2 separate regions of the Mus musculus genome follow, and region 2 is linked to region 1. A link is a contact called in public Hi-C data. All regions are on one chromosome and are shown on one strand. The core of a region is the stretch at or near the end of the contact, and the rest is flanking DNA. Distances in the headings are between cores, read along the strand shown. Region 1 overlaps Abtb2 (ankyrin repeat and BTB (POZ) domain containing 2). Region 2 has its middle 28 kb from the start of Gm39895.

Evidence for each region. Hi-C and Micro-C count contacts between places; a contact is called where the count stands out from the background.
Region 2: a contact with region 1 is called in a Hi-C map of liver, with 3 times the contacts expected there. The contact joins two enhancer-like sites. A contact is called at or near these places in 2 of 15 datasets of contacts at CTCF or cohesin (embryonic stem cells and large pre-B cells), 14 of 484 Hi-C or Micro-C datasets (the G1E-ER4 cell line, embryonic stem cells, extraembryonic endoderm stem cells and 4 more) and 1 of 115 datasets of contacts at active chromatin or transcription factors (embryonic stem cells).

What each region holds. Positions count from the first base shown.
Region 1 is chr2:103,699,914-103,706,962 of GRCm38.p6, reverse strand. It overlaps Abtb2 (ankyrin repeat and BTB (POZ) domain containing 2), which reads right to left. Exons shown (of 17, transcript NM_178890.3): 4 at 6,040-6,192; 5 at 4,542-4,707; 6 at 1,821-1,910; 7 at 1,231-1,332. Among named protein-coding and RNA genes, the nearest start is that of Nat10, 58 kb to the left of the region's middle. Within about 2 kb of position 3,607, at least 39 of the 459 cell types and tissues checked have an H3K27ac peak or open chromatin away from gene starts, as enhancers often do. A contact at or near this core is called in liver, where this site is marked.
Region 2 is chr2:103,862,793-103,869,841 of GRCm38.p6, reverse strand. No RefSeq gene overlaps it. Among named protein-coding and RNA genes, the nearest start is that of Gm39895, 28 kb to the left of the region's middle. Within about 2 kb of position 4,306, at least 15 of the 459 cell types and tissues checked have an H3K27ac peak or open chromatin away from gene starts, as enhancers often do. A contact at or near this core is called in liver, where this site is marked.

The sequences.
Region 1 (7,049 bases), core at 2,358-4,857:
AGGCTTCCCTAGCTACAAGGTGGGGGGAGAGGCCTGCCTTGAAGCATTACTGAGATTAAACAATATGGTGCCCAACACACTGAGGGACTCCTCACTGGAGAGGCTCAGCGGCTACCCGGGGTGGCAAGGGGTGGGGAGAAGCAGATTGTCGCAGGCTAGCCAGGAGTGCAAGAGGCCTCATTCCATCAAGGACAGCTTTGCCAGGAGTCAGAGGAGGCAAGTGTGCTGCCTGCATTCTGCTGTTGAGGGGGCTTGCTTTGCACACTTCCAGGCTTCTGAAGACACACCTCAAATCTCTGACCACCCCTCCCTGGCAACCAGATACAAAAAATCCCAGGTGAGTTCCAAGCTTCCCTGCAGGGGGTGGGGCACGGAGAAAGCCTGTATCTGCTGGCGACTTGTCAGTCAGAAACCAGATGTGCTCCCTGCTGGGACGAGGCAGTGGGGGTGGAGACTTGCCTGTTGGATGAAACTGGGCACCAGGCCAGCGCAGGGCACAGCCCACAGGCCCAGCCTGGACGGAGGCAGTAACTCTGCTCAGGCCTGGGAAGGCAGTGACTACAAAGCAGACTATGTGCAGTGGCCAACTGGGCAACAACCACCTACAGAGGGTTGGCTGCACGCCAGGCGGCGCTGACTACCACAGGCAGGCCCGATTTTACTACCCACAGAGGCCTTGCGTCCTAGAAGAGGGGGAGGGAGTGAGGCCCACTCCAGGGTGCAGGTCGGTGGAGTCCTGCAGGACTCGTCAACTGAGTGCCATGTCACTGGTGCCTCTTCTGCCCACAGCTTCTGCTTCTAGAAGCATCATCTCCTCACTGTGATGCCAGCCATAGCAGCCCAACCCAAGGTGGGCAACAACGAGGCTTAGCTTTACATGTGAGCTGTGCCATCTGCCCTTCCTCAGGAACTGTGAGACAGGGAGGGACAGGAGTGGAGGGACACTGTGACACAGAGCCAGGTCTGAGGGAAGAGCACCTGGCTAGATGAGGGTTGCAAATGTGAAATGGAGCAGACTGAAGTCCAGTCTTCCAGAACTCACCCGGAGAGCGCCCTGGCTAGGCCTGGCTCTCCTCTTCCAACTCTACACTAACTTCACTCCTGAGGTGAGTCAGGTGAGCTTTGCCAGTCAGGTGGACCCTGGCCTGGAGCAGTGTCTGGCTGGGGCTGGATCCACTTTGAAAGCCCACTTTGGAAGCTGCGGCACATGGTGCACCCTCGGAAGCTCACCTGCACCACAGAGATGTGTCCATGTAGCACCGCAAATGTCAGGGAGGTCCAATGCCTGCTGTCGGGGTGGACGGACGGATGCCTGGGAGAGTGGCTTGGAACCTAAAATACAACAAATCCTCACTATTTCCTGGAAGGTGACTTTCCAGAGCAGATGACACAGGTACTTTAGCTAAAGGGATACATTGCAAGGGTGGCGAAGTTAACAGAAGTGTATCTACATTTGCTGGGTAATGTCTTCTGAGAGCATTTGTGTGGACAAGGTTCAAAGCCAACAAGTGATGTCTTCCTGAGCAAGAGAAGACAGAAGGGGAGCACTTTATGCATCTGAAGGAGGCAGAGACAGGGACAACTAGGGATTAGCCTATCAATAGAGGACAAGAGCTATGAAAATAGAGTTATGGCCACTCTCTCTTCTCATCTCCCACTTCAGTCCAAATTCAGAGGAAAGTGGTCTTTGCTCTGACCACCATCTTTCTTACTCTTGGCTTGTTTTAGACAGAGTTTAAATACCACGCCCAGCCTGGCTGCTGGAGATCGTGGAGTAGCCTCTCCCTGGGTTAGGGCCTAGGACAGGGGTTTCCTTTTACCTGGATATCTAAGTTAGCTCCAGCATCAATCAGCATCTGGACCATGGCTTCGTCCCCAGCAGCACAGGCGTACATAAGCGGCGTCATACCCTGTGAATCAAAGGTAGATGCTAAATTGTCAGGCATGGAACAGAGCATCCCGCATCCCACAGGTCTCTGCCCAGCTGCTCCTCAGGAGCTGTCCTGTGTCTTAAACTCCCAGGGCCAAGGAACTGGAAGGCTAATCAGAGTCATCAGCATAGGGGTGAGAAATATATGGCCTACGTGGCAAGCAGTGCAGCCAGATCCCAGACCCAATGTCTCTTCTCGGCCTCAGTTTCTTCATCTTAGAGATAGAAACAATGTGTGTCTCAGTTGGTAGTAGAAGGGCATTAGTATACACAGTGCTCAGTACATACATGATAAGCTTACAACCCCAAGTGAGAGGTAATTAACAGTAACACATTACACTGCACACAGTGCCTGGATTCACTATAGGAAGTGACTTACACGCAGTGTTCCCTTTAATCACTGTACTATTACTATGTGTGTGTGGCTTCTATTGTTATCCTCATTGTATGCGCATGGGACAGAGAAGGGGAGTTAACTGTCCAAGGTCCTAGGCTGGAACCCCGGTCTGAGTTGTTGAAGCTTGTGCTCAGCAGTGTCTCTGAGGAGATGTGCCTGACCATATCTTGTGCTAATGAGCAGTACAGAGCAGACTGTAAGAGGTGTCTACTCCCTCACTGTATCTACAGGGGCAGCTAGCAGGGTTGTCTCCCTGACTGGGAGTCTGACGGCAAAGGCAACGGCGTAAAGTGCACGCCACAGCTGGATCCTGGCAAGCATTTGTCTGGTGCTCTGTGATATTATTTATTAGGTTATCTGTGTGGAGAGAAGATCTTCTCAGCTCATAAATCCTTGTCTAGTTCCTGGAGATAAGGAAATGGCTTGAGATTAATCATGGGGCGAGCAGCCTGTTTACCTATGCATCTGTTTCTAAATACCAGCGTTCATAGAGCAACAATGCTGAGCAGCTACGGAGAAGCCAGTGGCAGCATGATGGAAACTTGGCTTTGTTCCACACTCCACACACACACACACACACACACACACACACACACACCAGGTATGTAATGAGCTTTTCTCCACACATCTGTATACACTCAGAGCATACACCAGGCTCTGAGCAGGAGAAAGGAAGCCACATTTTTATGCTGTCCCTTAGGCACATATGGAGGGCTGAAGCCCAGATTTCAGGGCTAACCATCATCGTTTTGACAGTAACACAACAGCAGTAATAATCATATCAACAGGAACCACAGTGAACATGTACTGCCATTGATGGAAGATCCCACCAACTGCTCTACACGCAGGCACTGAGGAAAGGAAAGCAAGGTCCCTTTGGTGGCAGGGTATCTTGTCAAGATACCTCAGCTGTGATGTGGTAGACTAAAGCCTTCAACAGTGTGAACTGTAAGTGCCTGGGCTTCAACACTGCAGGCCCCGAGGAAGCGAACACCCACTGGGAAGAAGGCTCCCACAGAGGCCTTGCATCTGTGCCTGCATGCGACCGACACCAGCCTGAGGTTCTCCACTGTGCAGACACTCCTCGCTCTGTGGCTCCTCAGCCTGGCCTGGCCACACTCGCTGGCAGCTGCCTCACCCTCTTTCCTGTTCTGCTGCACCCAACCCCACCCTCCCTCAGGCTCAGTTTCAGCCCCACAAAGCACTCCTGGCCTCACGCTTCATCTGCTGCTCCAGTCTCTGGGCTGCACTGTCATGGCGTAAGACACGGGCCGTGACCCTCCATGGCAGCCTGGCTGTCCCCAGGCTTTTGGATAGGCTTCCAAACCACACAGTATCATTTGGGACATAGTAACTGATCAAACAGAGTCACCCAAACATTCCACAGCGGGTGTGCGCTGCAGTCTTCTGACTGTGCAGGCGCCTTCATAGTTTCTTCTGTAAATCAGGGTTCACCCCAGTATTTCCTGCCCTCTTCCCCTTCATTTTGCTTCTTGGTACTTCTCATCAATGTGCTCTTTCTTTGTTTTCTGTGTTTGCCCTCCTCCTCCTCTTCTTCTTCTTCCTCTTCCTCTTCCTCCTCCTCCTCTTTCTTTTGGTGCTGGAAACTGAACCAGGGGCCTTGCACATGTTAGGCAAATACTCTACCAATGAACTAGATGCTTAGCGTTCAGTTTTATTGTGACAGGAGCTCACTTTGTAGTCCAGACTGGCCCTGAATTCACTATGTAGCTGAAGCTGGCCTTGAACTCCTGATCCTCCTGCTACAGCTGCCGTGTGCTGTTGACTCCAGCTGCACTTGGCCTTAGGTGGTCGATAGGCTTAGGTGCTTGCTTCTTACTCTCGCTTTACCAGTGTCACCCCGAGTCCTGGTTTCTCTGGAGCTTGTGAGTGGCTGGCACACAGTCCCGTTCACATGCCAGTGATTATGTCCCACGGCTTGCTGCCGAGTCTACAGTCCAAGCCTTCACTGGATTCTTCCTCAGCCCGGCCTCATCTAGGATAGCTGCTGGCCTTCCAACCAGGGAAACAGAGCCCACACTACCATAGTTGTCCAGGAGGTTTGGGGGACCCAGACTGGCCACCTGTCAGGATCTTGAGGCCCAGAGCTGACTGAGCAAGCCCCAGTCAGGCTCAGGATACAGGGACTGTGACTGCTTCTCCCACCCTAGCATAGTTCTCTATGCCTGGCCTAGAAGAGTCCGCAGAAGGTACCTGGTCATCCATTGTGTTCACCCCATCCGGGCCCAGGGCCTCGATGGCCTGGCTGATGAGGTCTGTTCTCCCACAGTTGAGCATGCGGAAGCCCAGGTCCTGGTTGAAGCGTTCAGTAGCAGCTCGAGCATCCAGCCTCCGGAAGGAACTGAAGCAGCACTCGGGTCTGCACAGGAGAGACCAAGAGGTGTGTGAGTGTGACTGTGACACACAGCACAGTGGGTCTGGCTGAATTGTGAAGGGGTCAGCTATGGCTGGTCTTGCTCTGGTCTTGCCCTGGGGCAGTGATTCTCAACCTTCCTGATGCGGCCCTTTACAGACTCTCATGTTATGGTGACCCCAACCATAAAATTACTTTCACTGCTACTCCCTAAGTGTAATTTGGCTTACTGTTATGAGTCATAATGTAAACTCTTTGGAGATAGCAAAGTGGTTAGGTGGAGAACCTCTGCCATAGAAAGGACAAAGCTCGGCCTCCTACACATGGACTAATGCAGTGGACTGAGCGCTTGAGATCTGTCAACTGTTGGAACAAATTCTCTGACTCCCTTGAGGAGGAGAAAGCTGACCAGGGCTGGTGCCCGGGCCTGGGCCTTAGCATTTGGCCACTGCATAGTGCTTGCATAAGCAGGCTGACCTTCAGGTGGTGAAGTAGGCATTGCTGCCAATGCCTAGATTTTCCCTTTGTCTCTTCAGGTTGCCCAGTAAAACCCCAAATTATCAAGGACAAGGCAGGAAGAGAATCAGAATCCTATGAACAATCAACTCAACTAAGAACCATTATAGACAAAATCTGTACCTACACAGGGCACACCACAGCATCCTAAAAGCTCCTACCTGAATCTTTGAATTAGGTCAAAGTTTGTAAAATTCATGTCTATAGTATGGTTTGGGCACCGTCAGGAAACAGAAATTCAAGCAGCCCTCAGGCCAGGCCAGGCTAGGGCTGGCCAGCAGGAGCAGGCCCATGAACAGCTTCTGCAGCAGTCCTGTCTACAGGAGGGGTTACTGTGGGAAGGAACATGATGATCTTAAATTTAGGCACCTCTGCAGACAAGCTGCTGTTCCTCTCTGACCTGCAGTCTCTTCATTTGTTACAGGGCACTAGAGCCCTCTTTAAAGTTGTCATGATGGCTGAGATACAGGCACAAGGCAGAAGAGCTCAGCACAGGGTTTGATACAAGAAAACCACAGTGAATGAAAGAGCCTCCCCAGCCAGGACCCCAAACTCGCACTCCATGTGCACTCCAGCCCAAAGTCAAAGGTGTGTATGTGCTGGGTAGCACTACAGCAATTACAGACAAAGCCTAGAACAAACCTCTTCCCCCACTTGGCTATGGGGGATATGAACTTTTGAACGATACTTAATGTAACTCAGGTGCCCTACAGCCTTGCTCTGATGCCCACCCAGCCACTAGAAGAAGCAGATAGCAGAGAGGTGTTATAGGTGATGGGACAGAGAAGTTGTACCCCTCCCCACTTCTTTTGGGCTCCATACTTGAGTTGCCGGGGCTCACAGTCCAGGCCTGGCAGCAGTAGCCGGGCTGCCTGCCGGATATCGCCACTGTCCACAGTGGGGCTGCGACGGTGTTCTGCATAGGTGATTGCAACCCGCATCCACTCCATCAGCGGTGGCAGCAGCATGAAGGGCCTGTGGGGAAGCAGAGAGAGGTCAGGTCTGGGTGCAGTGTTCCCTGCACACAGAAGGGGGCCCCTTAGCACACAGTCTCAGAAAGTAGCCTTGCAAGACGCGCTGCTTTATCCATGAAAGGACAGTGCCAATACTACCTCTCTCCACCCAACCTCTCAGGCCTACTATAACAGCCCCTAGAACTCTATTCCAGCATGGCGTGTGTCCCATCATCCCGAATGGCCTAAGGCCAGGAACGATGCCTTTCTCATTTCTTAGCACAGGGCCTGACCCAACAGGTTTTCTGTTGAGAATTGGTTCTAATGCTTTGTCTTATTTCAGCTCCTAAAAGCCGTGCTTCTGGACCTGAGGGCCCCTGCCTCCAGCTGGCTTTGATTGATAGTAAAGAATTGCCACACAGCTAACGGCTGGGCATAAAGACTGAGGCGGGACTTTTAGATTGTGCAGGAAAGGGACCAAAGAGGAGAATCCTCATGACTTGGAGGGAGAGGGGTCAGATTTAAGAGCAGCAGAAGAAAACCATCCAGCAATGTAGTTGGAAAGGGAAAGTGACCTTATTGGGGGTTGGGGGACACTGCCCAGAAGGTAACAGGGCAGCAAAGATAAAACATAGATCTAGAAGATGTTAAGCCAGGAACACAGGAGGGAAGTGTATGCTAGTCGCAGGGAGGATTAGAAGTGCCCAGCTACAGAGCTAGTCAAGGCTTATCAAAGTCAGCTGGCATGTGTTCTTCCATTCATGAATCCAGAGGGCTCCTGGGCAGGTGCAGCATGCATGCAACCCACCGGAGTCAAAGCAGTTAACTAATTCACCGCTACAGTTTTCAATAAATGTTTGTTGACAGACTAAAACCATG
Region 2 (7,049 bases), core at 3,057-5,556, 160 kb before region 1:
AGATGGGACATCACCCATCAGTTACCCAAGTGTAGCTAATCTCTCATAGACACACCCAGGGGCTGCTTTAATCTCCAGAGTCCCTCACAATCAAGACCAGACGTTTATCTTCCTAGTGTTTCGAGATTCCATCACATTGATCATCCATGATAACTATCATATGTGCCAAGAATTATTCTGCATGTTGACATACATAATAAATACAAACTGATAACAGCTGGCCCTCCTGGTGCTTTAAGGCCTGACCTCTGTGATGAGAGAGAGAGAGAGCACTTGGACCACCTCTCTCTTACTCTCCCTCACTGACCACTAGAAATCCCTCAAGTTATTTTTCTCTTCTACTTGGTTGGGCAGATAATTCTACACTTTCCCACCTCTTCACGTATCTCTCAAAGCCATTCCCTACCTGCTGTAGCCAAACAACGTAAATGTGCTCTGTTAATCATAAATGTGCTCTGTTCATGTGCCCTTGACCCCAAGCACAGAGGAGGAGGAAAAGTCTTGGCGGATAGCAAGCGTGCCTCCCTCCCTAAAAGGCTGGGGTGGCTGTTGTCGCTTTGGTTTGGAGTACAACTTTATTTTTCATTTCACACTCTTTATAGCCATTGGTCCCTCCACTAAATTTATTGGACAGAAGAGGAGACTGTTGTCACCGGGTATAGTGGCTCCCACCTTTCAGTAAGGACGCAGAGGCAGATGGATCTCTGTGAGAGATAAGCCAGCCTGATCTACATAGTGAGTTTCAAGCCAGCTAGGGTTATATAATGAGATCCTGACTAAAAATAATAACAACAAAGAAGGAAAGGAAAAAGAAGAAAATTGTAAAAGGACAGAGACAGAGGGAAGGAAAGAAAGAGGGAGAGAGAGAAATGACTGCCTTATCTATTTACCTCTCTGACAGCAGTGGTCACCTAGTAGAAAATTCCTCCTGCTTCTCTGCCCTCTCACCCCCGTTTCTGGTTCCTCTTTAGAGGATGAGCAATTCTCCAAATTGGAAAATGACGTCATTATGCTTAATTCTTTAATTACGGGAGATCTTTTTCTCTGGCCTCCTGGTCTGAGGAGGAGTGACTCTTCCACCTTTCCCCCACTACGCCAGCCGGTCCCCTAATCCACGCTCCACACAGTTGAGCACCTTCTCTGTTCTTTTGCTGCCTCCTAGGTGAGCTTGCAGTCGGTCTTTCCTACCAGCCGGGTCTTAAAGAGTGAGCTAGGCTCGGGGCAGAAGGCATCACAAAGCAATCTTAGACAATGTGTTCTTCATTACATCCACAAAATGCCACCAGCACCTTTGACCAAACGTTAATACTGCGTGACTTTGACATCTGGAGATGGAGCTAGAGTTTGAGAAATGGTCTGAGGGTTGATTAGGGTCCAAAAATAAATCTTTTCTACTGCCACGAAGCAGTTACAGTTGCTCAACTGAAATACCAGCCCTTTGGAAAAGCTATCAAATCCACTCATGCAGTTGGGTAATAGCATCATCCCAAGCATTTCGGATGCCTAGTTGGAAGCACAGTGCGGTGTGAGTTAAGCGGACACAATCCATTATGTGAGACATTTCCAAGACAGGATATATGTTTCTAGTGCTAGCACTGACTGGCTCAGACAAATGCCCAAGTGCCCCTTTCAGAGGCTAGACTGGCACATTGTCATAACAAAGACTGATCTTCCATTTGCTTCGGCCGCGTCGCTCGGATATGATGTCACGTGACCCTCAGAGCACGCCTTGATTAAGCGTCTATTATTATGCCTGATTTTCATGTGGAGAAGCAGACTTCTAGACATTAAATACACAGCCCTAGACAATATAACTAATAAACGGAGTGCTTCAAATCCAAGTTCCTCTGCCACGGCAGTCCACATCCTTAATCCGAGAGCTGAGTCCGCGTGATTTGTACAGAATGGCTTCCACGAGACTTTTGGAGTTGGAGGGGCCTGCATTCAAATTCTGATTCCATGAGTCAGTCAGCACCTGAGACAAATGTATTTAACAAGAGAAAAAGGTATGCATACTTTGGATTCTAATTTTGGACGCTTCGGCCGGTGTTTTGTGAGTCTTGCTTTGAGGTCTAGTGAGGAACAAAGCAGTCACCCCATGGCTGGAACACAGCCGAGAAAGCAGAGAAGGGCAGGATCCCTCAGCCCTTCAAAGGCTCCCTCCCCGCAGCTCCCCCCACCCCACCCCAGCTCTCCCCCACGCCCCAGCGATGAGAAAGCCTCCCACTTAGATTCTCCTTTCAAAGTCTCCACCCCTTCCCAATTGCATGAAGGCCAGGAGAGAGCCTTTAACTTGTGGGCCTCTAGGGGAACATTCTAGATCCAAACTTTAACCCCACCTAAATAGATACAGCACCTGACACTCAGTGATACCACTGTCCAGCTTACAGGAAAACAAGCGCATATTGCACAACCCTATTACATCCAAAGATCCGCGGGACTCAGATCCAGATCCAAAACCCTTTTCATTGCATGGCAGGGAGAAAACAATTTCTACGTCAACACTCTTATTTACAGATTTAGAAAACCTCCTATCCAGGGCAGGCACTTAATTAGTTATAGCTATTCTGAGTCTTTACTTTTGTTACATTTTAAAATAGCCAGCCCTGTCACAAAATGTATCTCAATTTATTCTTCTTCTCTACTCTTTCATATAAAAAAAAAAGACAAACAAACAAAAACCCTCTAAGCTGTTTCTATTTTTTTTTCTTTTGACTTGGGTGGGGGGTGGAGTTGTGTGGGCATGAGTATGGAGGTCAGAAGACAATTTACCTGAGTTGGTTCTTTCCTTCCACTTCTGGGTCCCAGAAATTGAACTCGGGTTATCAAGGTAGTTCACCCGGCCCTGTTTCTCTCTAGTTGTACTCAAACAAAATGAGATGGTAGCAAAAATCTCACCTTAGCAGCCCCAAGTCAATCCCTTCAAGATTTAGTTTAAACGGCACTTCTCTGGAAATCTGAAAAACACACACATATCCACGAATGCCACCACCACCACCACCACCACCGCTCTCCTGGCAGAGAAGGCAGAAGCCCACTCACAAGCCTGGCTTACCCATATGTTTACAGTTGGAGAGGGAAGACTGGAATTCAACTTATAGATCTCCCTCTGGTTCACCTCATGCCAATCTGCATCTGACTTGACCCTGAGGTCCCTCCTTAATCCAAGACTTGTCCTCAAGGGTGAATATCACCAAATTTCACTGTCCCAAGGACTTGGGGACTCTCATAACTGACACAAAATGCCAAGCCTGCACATACCTGCCTTCCTGATGAAATGGAAGGTGGGTTCTGGGTTCCAGGCCCTCATTTCTCCACGGATCCATTTCTGTGTACTATTTCTTTTCTCTCCTTGCCCTCCTCTGTGTTCTTTCTTCCTTTACATAAACACTTCTTTAAAATGCTCAGGAGGCCAGCAAGAACGGGAAAGAGCACTTTCACCTAGCTAGATGACCCGAATTCAATACAGAATTGAATATACATGGTATCTTCTGACCTCTACACATGCATCGTGGTACACATGTCCATGTGTGTATAATAGCAAATAAATGAATAAATAAATAAATGTAATTTTAAGGTGAAAATGGTATAAGTGGGCTGGTGAGATGGCTCAGTGGGTAAGAGCACCCGACTGCTCTTCTGAAGGTCCGGAGTTCAAATCCCAGCAACCACATGGTGGCTCACAACCATCTGTAACAAGATCTCACTCCCTCTTCTGGAGTGTCTGAAGACAGCTACAGTGTACTTACATATAATAAATAAATAAATCTTTAAAAAAAATGGTAGAAGTGTGTGCTGTACACCAAGTGCATCTTGGTGTGCAGTACCTGAGGAGGCCAGAAGAGGGCACTGAAACATCAAGAACTGAAGTTACACAGGCTTTTTTAATGGTCACATGGATGCTGAGACCCTTGCTCCTCTGCAAGAGTAACAAGTATTCTTAACTTTTGCAGCTCCCATCCCCCCGTCCCCCAATCCAACTTTCTAGATAACCCAGTAGTTTTTGGCTGCCTGGCATGTAGGACCTCACTCACCAAAGAGGAACCTTTCCTTACGGTGACCTGAGTTTCTCTTTCTATGGAAATACTGGGGCCTGGTGGTTGAAGCAGACCTCTCATGCATGGTGATTAACCAACTTCAGACAGAGTTTTCCTCCCTGGGAAACAGGCTGGGAGCCCAGAACGGCTGAAAAGGTGTCTCTCCAGCAAATCTGTGAGTAAGCTGATAACTGGGAAAGCTGCTGAGCCCAGACTCAGATGGGAGCTGGGCTCAGAAACCACAGCCAGTGCCAAACAGGTTGCCAAGATGAGGCAGGCAGAAGCCATGCTGAAATCCAAACTGCAGAGCAGAGATTGCAAGCCAGGCAGAATAGTGTGTCTGTGCCATCCCACTGGTGGCTGGCACAGATGGTTGGTCGTTGAGATGGTTTCAATAAGAATGGCTCCTATAGGCTCATGTGTTTGAATACTTAGTCCCCAGTTGGTAGAGCTGTTTGAGCAGGGTTAGGAGGGGTGGTCTTATTGGAAGAGGTGTGTCACTGGGGACAAGCTTTGAGGTTTCAAAAACCCACATCATTCTCAGTGTCTCTCTGGCTCCTGCTTGCAGGTAAAGACGTAGGCTCTCAGCTCCCGCTCCAGCACCAGCACTGCCTGTTTCCTGCCAGTCTCCCTCCAAACCCATGAGCCACAAACTAAATGTTTTCTCTTATAAATTGCCTTGGTCGTGGTGTTTTGTTGCAGCAGTAGAAAAGTAACTAAGATAGTCATGAAGGATACAAAGTGTGCTGTTTGGTTTTGTTACCTTGACACAAACCTAGAAAATTAAACCTCTTTTAAAAAATGTTTACTTTTATTGCACGTGCATCCATGTTTTGCCCACATATATGTCTGTGTGGGGGTGTTGGATCCCCTGGAACTGGAATCACAGTCAGTGGGCATGTGGTTGCTGGGAATTGAACCCAGGACCTCTGGAAGAGCAGTCAGTGCTCTTAACCTCTGAGCCATCTCTCCAGCCTGAAATGGAATCTTAATTGAGAAAACGCTTCCATAAAATTGGCCTGTAGGCAAATCCATAGGGCACTTTCTTAAATGAATGACTGATGTAGAAAGGTCCCAACCACTGTGGGCCATGCCATTCCTGGGCAAGTGGTCCTGGATTGAGAAAGCAGGCTGAGCAAGCCATGGAGAGCAAGCCAGTAAGCAGCATTCCTCCATTGTTTTTGCTTCAGTTTCCTGCCTTGAGTTCCTGCCCAGACTCCTTTCCATGACGGACTGGGACTGGGACATATGATTTTAAATAAATCCTTTTCTCACCAAGTTGCTTTTGGTCTTGGTGTTTTATCACAGCAATAAACATAACTAAAGCACACAGGAATGCCACACATACCTAGCTCTGTAATTAACAACAGATGTTCACCAGATGTTCAGCTTGTTGTTCACAGTCTTACTTGTTTTCCCAATAAAATTAAGATGTGTGAGCTAAGTGTGGTGGGATATCCCTGTAGCTACAACGGGGGAAATCATGAGTTCAAGATCAGCCTAGACTACACAGCAAGACCTCATCTTGAAAAGAAAAAAATATAATAACACGTTAGGTGATTGTCTCCACTTTAACAGAGGACAAAGCCAGGGCCCAGAGACATTGAACTCCTTTGCTCAGGCCATATGATAAATGAATGAGAGACCCCCGTGGCTATAATCCTGCCCCTCTACGTATTTGGCTACAAGTTCCTCTGTATACCCTATGCATAGCAATTTACTTTCTTAAGAGCTAGGATGTTTGTTTCTTTTCTCGTTCATCATCCACGTGGCATGGGTAGTCAACACCGTCTTAGAGATGCATTCTTGATACTTCTGCAATAGTGCTATAACCTGTACATAACATAATAGGCTAATATCAGTCTCTGGTTCTCAGAGCAGTGTGGGCTGCCTTGTGTCTGCCCGTGGCCATCTGGACTGTCTCCAATGTTTAGGTTTACTGCGGAGCACTGTGTTTCCTCTTAGTGGAACATGGAATGAGAATGGGAAGTAGTTTAAGGTAATGAAAGAAAAATAACATTTTGTGTCTTTTGTGGGACTATTCATGATGAAGCCAATTAAACAAAACACTAATTACACAGATGAGGGGACCAGTTCTGGTGATCATAAAATTAACGGCCTTTCTAGTAACCTTAAACATCATAATTTCCACCTGAAAAATACTTAGACTAACATATTGTAAAACATACAGTACGCCCCTATCTCAGCAAGATGAGGACATTTTCCAAAAGTGACTAGGCACATAAAATTGAAGATTGTCAGAATGCTGAAATTTGGAAAGGGGGTGGGAATGTCTTTTAGCAAGCTGCGTTTGATTGATAATGTACCAGAAGTGTGTGTTTGTATCAATACTTTAGGTCTGCGGTTTCTGGCTTAGATTCAAAGTATGATTTCCTGAACTCCTCTGTAGGATAACTCTAAGGTACTGTCTTAGTCAGGGTCTCTATTCCTGCACAAACATCATGACCAAGAAGCAAGTTGGGGAGGAAAGGGTTTATTCAGCTTACATTTCCACATTGCTGTTCATCACTGAAAGAAGTCAGGACTGGAACTCAAGCAGGTCAGGGAGCAGGAGCTGATGCAGAGGCCATGGAGGGATGTTCCTTACTAGCTTGCCTCAGCCTGCTCTCTTATAGAACCCAAGACAACCAGCCCAGAGATGGTCCCACCCACAAGGGGCCTTGCCGCCTTGATCACTAATTGAGAAAATGCCTTACAGCTGGATCTCATGGAGGCACATCCCCAACTGAAGCTCCTTTCTCTGTGATAACTCCAGCTGTGTCAAGTTGACACAAAACTAGCCAATACAACTGACCCCTTGTCAACTTGACACACAAACACATCACTAGTAAGCCTCAACCCTTACATTCTTATTCATCCCCAAGGTCTAAATAACTTTAAATGTCCCACAGTCTTTACATATTCTTAAAATTTCAATCTCTTTAAAATATCCATCTCTTTTAAAAATCCAAAGTCTTTTTAAATTAAAAGTCTCTTAACTGTGGGCATCAC